3 separate regions of the Mus musculus genome follow, and regions 1 and 3 are each linked to region 2. A link is a contact called in public Hi-C and HiChIP or PLAC-seq data. All regions are on one chromosome and are shown on one strand. The core of a region is the stretch at or near the end of the contact, and the rest is flanking DNA. Distances in the headings are between cores, read along the strand shown. Region 1 has its middle 18 kb from the start of Gm30074. Region 2 overlaps Maml3 (mastermind like transcriptional coactivator 3). Region 3 overlaps Maml3 (mastermind like transcriptional coactivator 3).

The links. Hi-C and Micro-C count contacts between places; a contact is called where the count stands out from the background. HiChIP or PLAC-seq counts read pairs in DNA pulled down with a chosen protein or histone mark.
Region 1: a contact with region 2 is called in an H3K27ac HiChIP or PLAC-seq map of trophoblast stem cells, with 4 times the contacts expected there. The contact joins two enhancer-like sites. A contact is called at or near these places in 1 of 15 datasets of contacts at CTCF or cohesin (the NIH/3T3 cell line), 9 of 484 Hi-C or Micro-C datasets (the C2C12 cell line, Sertoli cells, bone marrow-derived macrophages and 6 more), 16 of 115 datasets of contacts at active chromatin or transcription factors (bone marrow-derived macrophages, cardiomyocytes, differentiating embryonic stem cells and 11 more) and 1 of 9 other capture datasets (embryonic stem cells).
Region 3: a contact with region 2 is called in a Hi-C map of adipose-derived mesenchymal stem cells, with 2.9 times the contacts expected there. The contact joins two enhancer-like sites. A contact is called at or near these places in 1 of 15 datasets of contacts at CTCF or cohesin (the NIH/3T3 cell line), 3 of 484 Hi-C or Micro-C datasets (adipose-derived mesenchymal stem cells, nephron progenitors and uterus), 2 of 115 datasets of contacts at active chromatin or transcription factors (fibro-adipogenic progenitors and trophoblast stem cells) and 1 of 9 other capture datasets (embryonic trunk).

What each region holds. Positions count from the first base shown.
Region 1 is chr3:52,196,715-52,199,414 of GRCm38.p6, forward strand. No RefSeq gene overlaps it. Among named protein-coding and RNA genes, the nearest start is that of Gm30074, 18 kb to the left of the region's middle. Within about 2 kb of position 1,442, at least 216 of the 459 cell types and tissues checked have an H3K27ac peak or open chromatin away from gene starts, as enhancers often do. A contact at or near this core is called in the C2C12 cell line, the NIH/3T3 cell line, fibro-adipogenic progenitors and 4 more, where this site is marked.
Region 2 is chr3:51,942,544-51,945,243 of GRCm38.p6, forward strand. All of the region lies in intron 1 of Maml3 (mastermind like transcriptional coactivator 3), which reads right to left. Among named protein-coding and RNA genes, the nearest start is that of Maml3, 160 kb to the right of the region's middle. Within about 2 kb of position 1,273, at least 66 of the 459 cell types and tissues checked have an H3K27ac peak or open chromatin away from gene starts, as enhancers often do. A contact at or near this core is called in the C2C12 cell line, the NIH/3T3 cell line, adipose-derived mesenchymal stem cells and 5 more, where this site is marked.
Region 3 is chr3:51,787,617-51,790,316 of GRCm38.p6, forward strand. All of the region lies in intron 2 of Maml3 (mastermind like transcriptional coactivator 3), which reads right to left. Among named protein-coding and RNA genes, the nearest start is that of Gm46803, 81 kb to the left of the region's middle. RefSeq lists an enhancer at 236-2,700. Within about 2 kb of position 1,340, at least 277 of the 459 cell types and tissues checked have an H3K27ac peak or open chromatin away from gene starts, as enhancers often do. A contact at or near this core is called in the NIH/3T3 cell line, adipose-derived mesenchymal stem cells, fibro-adipogenic progenitors and 2 more, where this site is marked.

The DNA.
Region 1 (2,700 bases), core at 192-2,691, 250 kb after region 2:
TTAGAAAAGAAAAAAAATCTCTGTTCTGTCATTGTTTCTGCATATCCATTATATGGAGGACAAAAGAATCCGGTCCTGGAACAACAAAGCCAAGGGAAATGTTTTCCGTGGCTGACATTTAATTGTGAGCACACGGTGCTGCATTATCATGGGGAGAGACTGGAGTAGGGGCATAGGCTGGCTTCAAAAGCCTGGGTTCTTTGCTTTAGCGTGTCCCATTTTGTATGGCCTCAGAGAGCCTCACTCAGATTGTGTGTTACACACAATTCCATAATTCTATAGTTTTTCAACCCACCGCAGGGATTCCTTGTGGATCATTTCATAGCTCCTCCAGAGTCTGCTCTTTTGCAGCTTGCAGAAACAGTCAGCTTTTCTTCACAGCCTTCATATGGATCCTTAATAAAATAATCTAATCCAACACACACACACACACACCGCTATCCTACCAGAGCTGTTGGAGACATTGGAGAACTTAGTCCCAGCCTGTCATTTGACAGATGAGAGAGGTGAAATGCTTATCCAAAGCCACACAACTAATTAGAGATAAAGGCAGGACAAGATCTGCTTTGCCCATCCTGGTCTTTGTGACCTGCCTCTTGCCGTTTTGATGCCCAGCAACCTCTGGCCTGACCAGTTCACAGCCATGGTCTCTTCCTTTCTGGCAGCCATTGAGCTTCCTTGCAGGAAGATGGGTGAAAACTGAGGGGGTGGGACGGACAGGCTTCCTAGCTCAGTGGCAATTCCTTCATTTATTTCTCCTTTATACAATGAAGGGGGCAGTATCTTTATTGGTTATTTTTTGTTATGATAATATGCAAAACTGACTGTAGCTCTCCATAACTCTCCAGAAACCATTTCTCTTGTGATACAGGGTTTGAACTCCTGTGATATAAGAACAAGGAATGTCTTCCATCTTTGGGACTATGTTTGGCAGTCTTCTGATAAAGGGGGCAAGTGGCTCCCCCCCAAAAAAACTTCAGTAATTCAAATTTCTTTGCAAGACCCTGTGATATTATTATTATTTTTATTATTAATTATAGGGGAGATGCAGACCACTGATCATGTGCTAAGAAATAGACACATTTTTTTCTTGTACCAACTTGCAAGAACATCCCACCACAGCTACAGTTGCCTTTAAAGTCCTCCAGTGTCACACTAAAACAGTTTCAAATAAGCCAGGCACAAAAGCAGCCGGCATGCCTTACACATCGTTCAGCCTGTTTAAAGCAAACAGACCCACCCCACGGTCCACAGACAACTAGTCAACAAGCAGGCGAAATTTCCAAACAAAAGACCAGAACATTCCGGAGCTCTCTTTAAACTGTCTTCTAAGAGCTGGAGAAGGAAACACTGGGTGGGCAGGCCGTGCCCGAACCTTTCGGCTGGGCTTCCGCACTTGTAGAACATTGGTTTATGCAGGGACCATGTGACACGGTAACAGAGAGCTCAGATCTCTAAATCTCGTTTTCCTTTGTGTCATCCTCCCTCCACCCCCTCCTGGATGGTGAGTCACCCGTCTCTGCAAAAAAGATCCACAGTTCAGTGATGTCCTAGGTGACAGCCGCATGCTCTGCCTTGGAGATTCCGCGCACATCGAGTGTGATCGACCGAGATAACAGAGGTTGGAAAAATCTGTGAAAGGGTTGAGCTGTTCCTCAGATGTGGGACATTATTTCCACAGGTTCGACAGTCTGAAGCATGAATATTACTCACTGAAACACTGCCATAAGAATTAGGAAAAGAAATCAGGACCGATTTTTTCAGGTAGGTGTATAAGGGTCCACATCGGGGATGAGGGGAAAGCCAATCACAGAGCTCATCCTAGGGAATGCGTTCCCCTCATGTTGCAGTCTGGTAAATGCTAGAATCTTGGTGACTCATTGCTTCCCCGATGTCCTTATTTGGTAGCATGCAAATAAGGAAAAAAAAAAAAAAAACACGATCGTTTCAGATTTAGATTTCCTCAAATCGTGGTGTGAGCAGCTATTTTTACTTTTGCTTCAATCACCATTCTCAGTAGTAGAAAGTTTATTTAGAGTTGTAAAAAGCTGCTTTTTTTTTTTCATTTGCAGGCTAAATTTAAATATGGAATTCAGCAACCGAAGAACTCTCTTGGTCAGATCCAGCAGTCATGACCAGGAAGTCCAGTTCTGCTGGTATCCGGCTGTCTTCCCTAGGCAGTTCTGATTCCTGGTACTTTACAAGTGCGAGCTTGGAGTCTGTCTCCATAGCGCCTCCACCTGGTGTGCTTTACCTTGCCCACAGATGCACTAGACCCAATTCTTTCACTTCTGTGTGGACTACCTGCAGGTCCAGGGACATGATACTTATTTTGCTGAAAGCAAAGACTAACTGAGGTAGCTCTCTACATCACATCCTGCATCTCCACATCCTTGGCTGATGCCAGATAAGGACGGTACCTACCCTTAGTGTCCCCAGTAGTTGTCACATCCATCCAGGACCAATACTCATGCTTCCACATAGCTCAGAGCTGGTGTTTTCCTACTTCCCAATGGCAACTGTGTGGCTGACACCTGCACAGTGGGCTCACTTGGCACCTTGGGTTGGGATACCTTCCTGTGAATTGGCTTTCAGAAGCTCGTGTGGATGACAACTCTTCAGGGACAATCAGTCTAGACTGTATTTTTCAGCCCCACCGTATTCTAATCTTGTCTCTTCCTGTTTGATAAAGCCAACTGT
Region 2 (2,700 bases), core at 23-2,522:
CATGAAGATGCCATGTGTTTTATCACACCATGAAAATGGTGTCACCCTGACTTGGAAAGAGCAATAGAACAACCCTTTGGCAATAGGTGATTGGCCGTGGGCTTGGCTCGTTTATTTGGTAACCCATGGCAGCTTATAAATTTAAAATACAAATTTCTCCATTGAAAAAGCTGCAAATTCCTTTGATCCCAGACATTTGGAGTTTTTGTCGGGTTGTTTGCATAGCTTGCATGTGTGCACTAGCATGTATTGGTGCACATGTATAAAGAGGCCAGCAGTCAACCTCAAATGTTGTTCCCTAGAAGCCACCTGCCTTGTTTGTTGAGAGTCTCTCACTGGCTTGGAACTTACCAAGCAGTTAGAATGCCTGGCCAGTGATCTCCAGGGATCTGCCTGTCCCTCCATCCCTAATCCCAGGATAACAAGTATATATCACCATGCATGGCTTTGGGGGAAGGTGTTCTTAGACTTTTTATTATATTTTATTTATTTATTCATTTATTGTGTGTTGTAGGAGTCGATTTTCTCTGTGTACCTTGTAGGTTCCAGGGATCCAACTTAAGTCATTGGTTTTGGTGGAAGGTTGCCCTTCACCCACTGAGCCAACTCAGCAGCTTGTTTTGGGTGTCTTCAAATACACAAACTGTGACATCTGCAAGCACCAGGGATCCATTTGGGAACAACAACAACAACAACCAAACAAAAATGGTCCTTTCCTTGCAGCCACACTGAGAACACACTAAGGTTTATGACAAAATGATGTCCAGCCCATTGCTCAAAAGGCTTGTGAGCTAGCGCATCACAAAAATGGCTTTGGAACAAGTTTACAGACCTCATGAAAAAGCAGTTTCTAGCAGTTCACAGCTGTGATTTGCTTCCTATATAGGTCCGTTCAACAAGCCCCACGGTCACCAAATTTGACTCATGCTTTATATCTGAAGTATGAAAATACACGTGCAAAGTTTTTGACACTTCTCAAGGGGAATCTAGGGTTTAGACATAGACATGCCACAAAAGGGAAGAGATTTCCTAGAATCTGTAGCCCAAATATAAGCTATTTCATTTTATCTTTCAGATAAACACACTATCTGGACTATCTTCCAGTCAGTCTGTGTCTGATGAATTCACTCAGCCTTTTCGGTTTCCGTCAGGATTTGTTGCCACGAGTTCTCATCTGTCATATGACTAATCAGAGGAAGAGTCTAGTGTGCACCGTAAGTCAAGTTACTTGGCTCTTTGGATATTTTGCCTTTCTTAAAACTGCTGCAATCACACCACTGTCAGCTAAGTGAGCTGGCTTAGTCATCAGGCCAGACCCTGGGCCGTTCACACTGGCCTTTATGAGTGCATGTGTTCCCAAGCAAGCAGGATTCCTCCAACGAGTCATTTCAAACCCCAGGAGCTTTGCTCTGGCCGCAGAACACGCACAGCCAAGACAAATGGAATTCACTTTCCATACTCCTGTCTGTGGCTTTGGTCATTGCAGGAGCCAAGCTCAAAACAGTGCTCGGTTTATTGGCAAGGATTAAAACACTGGAAAATGTATTATTGATTTGTCTGGTTGGATCTAAACTGTAAAGGTTCGGGGTAGTAAGTTCATGTCTTAGACCAGAGACTTTTGGAAGTCTCTGTTTTGTTTAGCAAGTATTCCTGGGATAGAGACAGGGCGTCCCTCTTAGTTAGAGCTGTGTTGCTGGGTCAGAGATTATGAGGACACAATAACTGGAGCTCCAGAAATGGGGGGGGCGTGGCCAACAACATCTGTGAACATCCCAAGTTCGTGCCTCGAATCAAAACTACTAATTTTCCAAAGAAACAACTCGGAAAAGGTGACTCCTGCCATGAGAGTCATTCACTTGTGGGCAAAAATGGAGGGGAAATGTCATTTATTTTGAATCCCAATTGCTTTGATATATCCTACTGAAGCAAGAGCAACAATAGATACAGATGTACGAACACGGAATTATCATTTTATTATTTTTATGAAGGGTAGACTAGAGAAGCGACATTCTTCATTCTCCTATTCACAGTTACAAGCAGATTCCACAAGCCTAAGGCCAATTCACATAGAAGTATTTTCCATGGCTTTCTGCATCCAGAATATTTATGAGTTCAAAGTGTTGTTGATGTATTAAAGGCATACCTGTTCTTATGAAAATGAACTAGCCAGCCAGGCACTGTGGTGAATGCCTTTAATCCCAGCACTTGGGAGACAGAGGCAGGCTGATCTCTGAGTTGGAGACCAGAATGTTCAATATAGTAAGTTACAAGATTGTTACATAAAGAGGCCCTCTCTCAATAAACCAAAACCTAACCAAACCAAGAAAAGCAAAAACAAAAAGAAAAAATAAAAGAAAATGCACTAACCAAAAAAATTTAGTTTTCTTTTACATTTAGTTGAACTTAATAAGTATCTGTCACTTACATACCATGTTAACTACAATCGCAGGGGATCCTGAAGAATATAAGATAGAGTTTCATCTCTTTATGGCCTTCTAATGTCATTGAGAAAAAGTACAAACACAGAAAAGTAGCTAAGTAATGTCCATGACTTGACTCAGTTTTCCCACTTGTAAAATGAAGGAGTCAAAGTAGATGATTCCTGGGTCCTTCCAGGTAAGCACCGCTTTTTAAAAACGCTGTGCATGTGTGCATTAGTGCATGCATGTGTGCATTAGTGCACGCATGCATGCATTTTCC
Region 3 (2,700 bases), core at 90-2,589, 150 kb before region 2:
GCTGGCTCATCATTGAGTCCCAGGATAGCTCCTCTTTCCCAGCACAGGTCACCCCGGCTGGCTTTTTATGTGAATAGTGAGGACCAAATAGGTCACCATGCCTGAGCACCTTACTGACTGAACTACCACCCTGGCCCATGAAAATTCTTTTAAAGATGAATTACTTTTCTTAAGTCGGGTAGATATGGCCTGAGGCACGAAAATAGCCAACTTTTTAATTTGTTTTTGGACAGATTGTTATGTGCTGGCCCTTGTTTTAAAGTCCTCACGAAATCTAGATTTTTAAAGCTTTTTCGTTAGATTTTTTTTTAATCCTCAGAACAATTCTATAAGATATATAACGTATGTTTGAGAGGTCAAACTCCATTTCACAAAACAGAAAAGTAAGACATGGAGAAATGACATGTTTGGACTGTAGAGATGGCTCAGCAGTTAGGAGTGTTTCTTTTGGAGAATTCCCAGTTTGGGTTCCCAGCACCCACACTGGGCGGCTCACAATCATTGTATATCTACTTCCAGGGGAATCTAGTGCCCTCTTCTGGTTTCTGTGGGCACCTGCACATATGTGATGCATATAAATACATTCAGGCAGACATAATCATAAAACCAAAAAAAATCTTAAAAATAGGAATTAAGTTGTCAGCTGAAGATTATAAATAGCAAGCAATATCAGGTTGGGACTCAAATCTAAGGCTTCAGAATTCCAAGCACTTAGCATATCTATGTCTATAGAATTAAAAATTTAAAAATACACATCAACATGCAGAAGTCTAGGCAGGAAAAAAAGATCCTTCATCGTTGGGGTGGTTTTTTTTTGGGGGGGGGGACCTACTACTATATTGTATTTAGTTTTTGCTTTCTGTAGATTCCAGGTCAGGCTTCCCGAATTAACTGGGAAAAGTTAAAAGTTTTAGTTCAGTGCTGAAGTTTTCTCTGAAGATTCATTTCAGAAATCAGACCCGGGTTCCTCCCTTGTCTGCAAAATTTATCTTAGACCTCAGGAGGGAAAGGCAGCTTGAGCTGTAACACAGCCACAAAGAAGATGGCAGTGAACGGCAATAAATAACACTACTGACGTGTGGGCCCAGTGCATCAGGAAAAAAAAAAAAAGAAAAAGAAAAACCACTCCTGGCTTTGAATGGCAGAAACACCACATCTGTGCGTATTCACCCTGGATCTAATGCAAGTCTTTTAAGATCCCGGGCTCTGAGACAGAGAACCGTGAGTCAGTGGGGAGGGGAGAGAGCAGAGATAAAAATAGAGATGTTGATTACATTGTTTCTAATTCAGCCCAGCCCAACCGCTCCAGCCTGTGAGTCAACAGCAGCGGTTCAAAGACACAAAAAGGAGCGGGATGCTCTGTGCCACTGAGCAGAAGGGACGCGGTCACATCAGCACCTCTCCGACTAAACAGACCCATGACACTCAGGCTGTGTGGTGTGAGTTCAAAAATGAACAAGTCGGAAGTAGCGAGGGACAAAGTGGACGCAGATCGATGGACAGCAGAGCTCTGACCCTCTAGCGGAAAAAGCTGCCTTTTGTAAGAATCCTGGGCTGTGGGGGATGGGCGACAGAGCTTGTGCTTAGAGGCCAACTTCCACTCTTCAAACACTGTATTGTTTTCTCTGGGGCATAAGGCTTACTGCCATTCCAGACTGGTCTCCATGGCAGCAGGAGAGGAGGGAGAGGAGAGGAGGAACAGATGGGGGTCACAGAGGTCTTAATTCTCATGCAGGGGTCCTCCCTGCCAGCCCCTTTCTCCTTGAGGACCTGTGACATGTTGCACCTTCTCGGGGCCCAGGAAGCGGATGGTTTTGGTTCAGTTCAACTGGCTAGATCTTGGGAGCCTACTTTGTGCTGGTCTTTTGCCTCTTCTAATTGGCAGTAGTGTCTGTTGAAAATGGCCCGCCTCTGCTTGGTTTGGAAAGCTGAAAATGAGGAAAAGGCCAAGTTTCTGTTCCCCTAAGCTTTACCTTTTCCCAGACCGGGGCTATAAGCAGCCACAATGACAGGGGGACGCTCAACTGCTTTGTCGCCCCAGACGCTAACGCTCTACCCTTGGAAGGGCTGAGGTGGTCCCTCTGTAGCCTTAGAGTTCCTGGGCGGGTCTCCCTCTTTCTAGTTCCTTGCAAGTGTATGATATTGCAGGATCCCTCTAGGGCAGACCCCAGCCATGACGTTCCTCTGACAGTCTATTCTCTCAGGGCCTATGGGCATCAATGTCACTCTGATTTTAAAAGTCAGGAACCTAGGCTCCAACCAATACATCCCTCTCCTTCAAGGTCCATTTTCCAATATCAGCAAGGCCCTTACTGTAGGCCTCCAGGGCGCGGTGTCTATTGTACTGAATTCCATTCACTTACTCCTGTCTTTCTTTCTTCTCACCCCGTTCTCTCAGCCTTCAAATTATAGGGCTAAAGTTCTTTCCAAATAATTCTCTCCGTGCCCACTCCCCTCCACCAGCTGTGTGGTCAGATGGAGGTTTCCAAAAATGCAACTACAACTGCACTAGAACAGCCTGCCTGTCAGTCTTCAGCGGCCTCTCTTCACTGTTAGCACAGCGGGTAGAATCCTGGAAATGACGTGACCCCAGACTATTTCCCAGCTTCACCCCACCTCACTTTTCCCTGCCCATGAGCTGTGTCCCTCTAAGCCCTAGGACGTCACGACACGCTTTTTCCTAGTCACCACGTTCTGTCT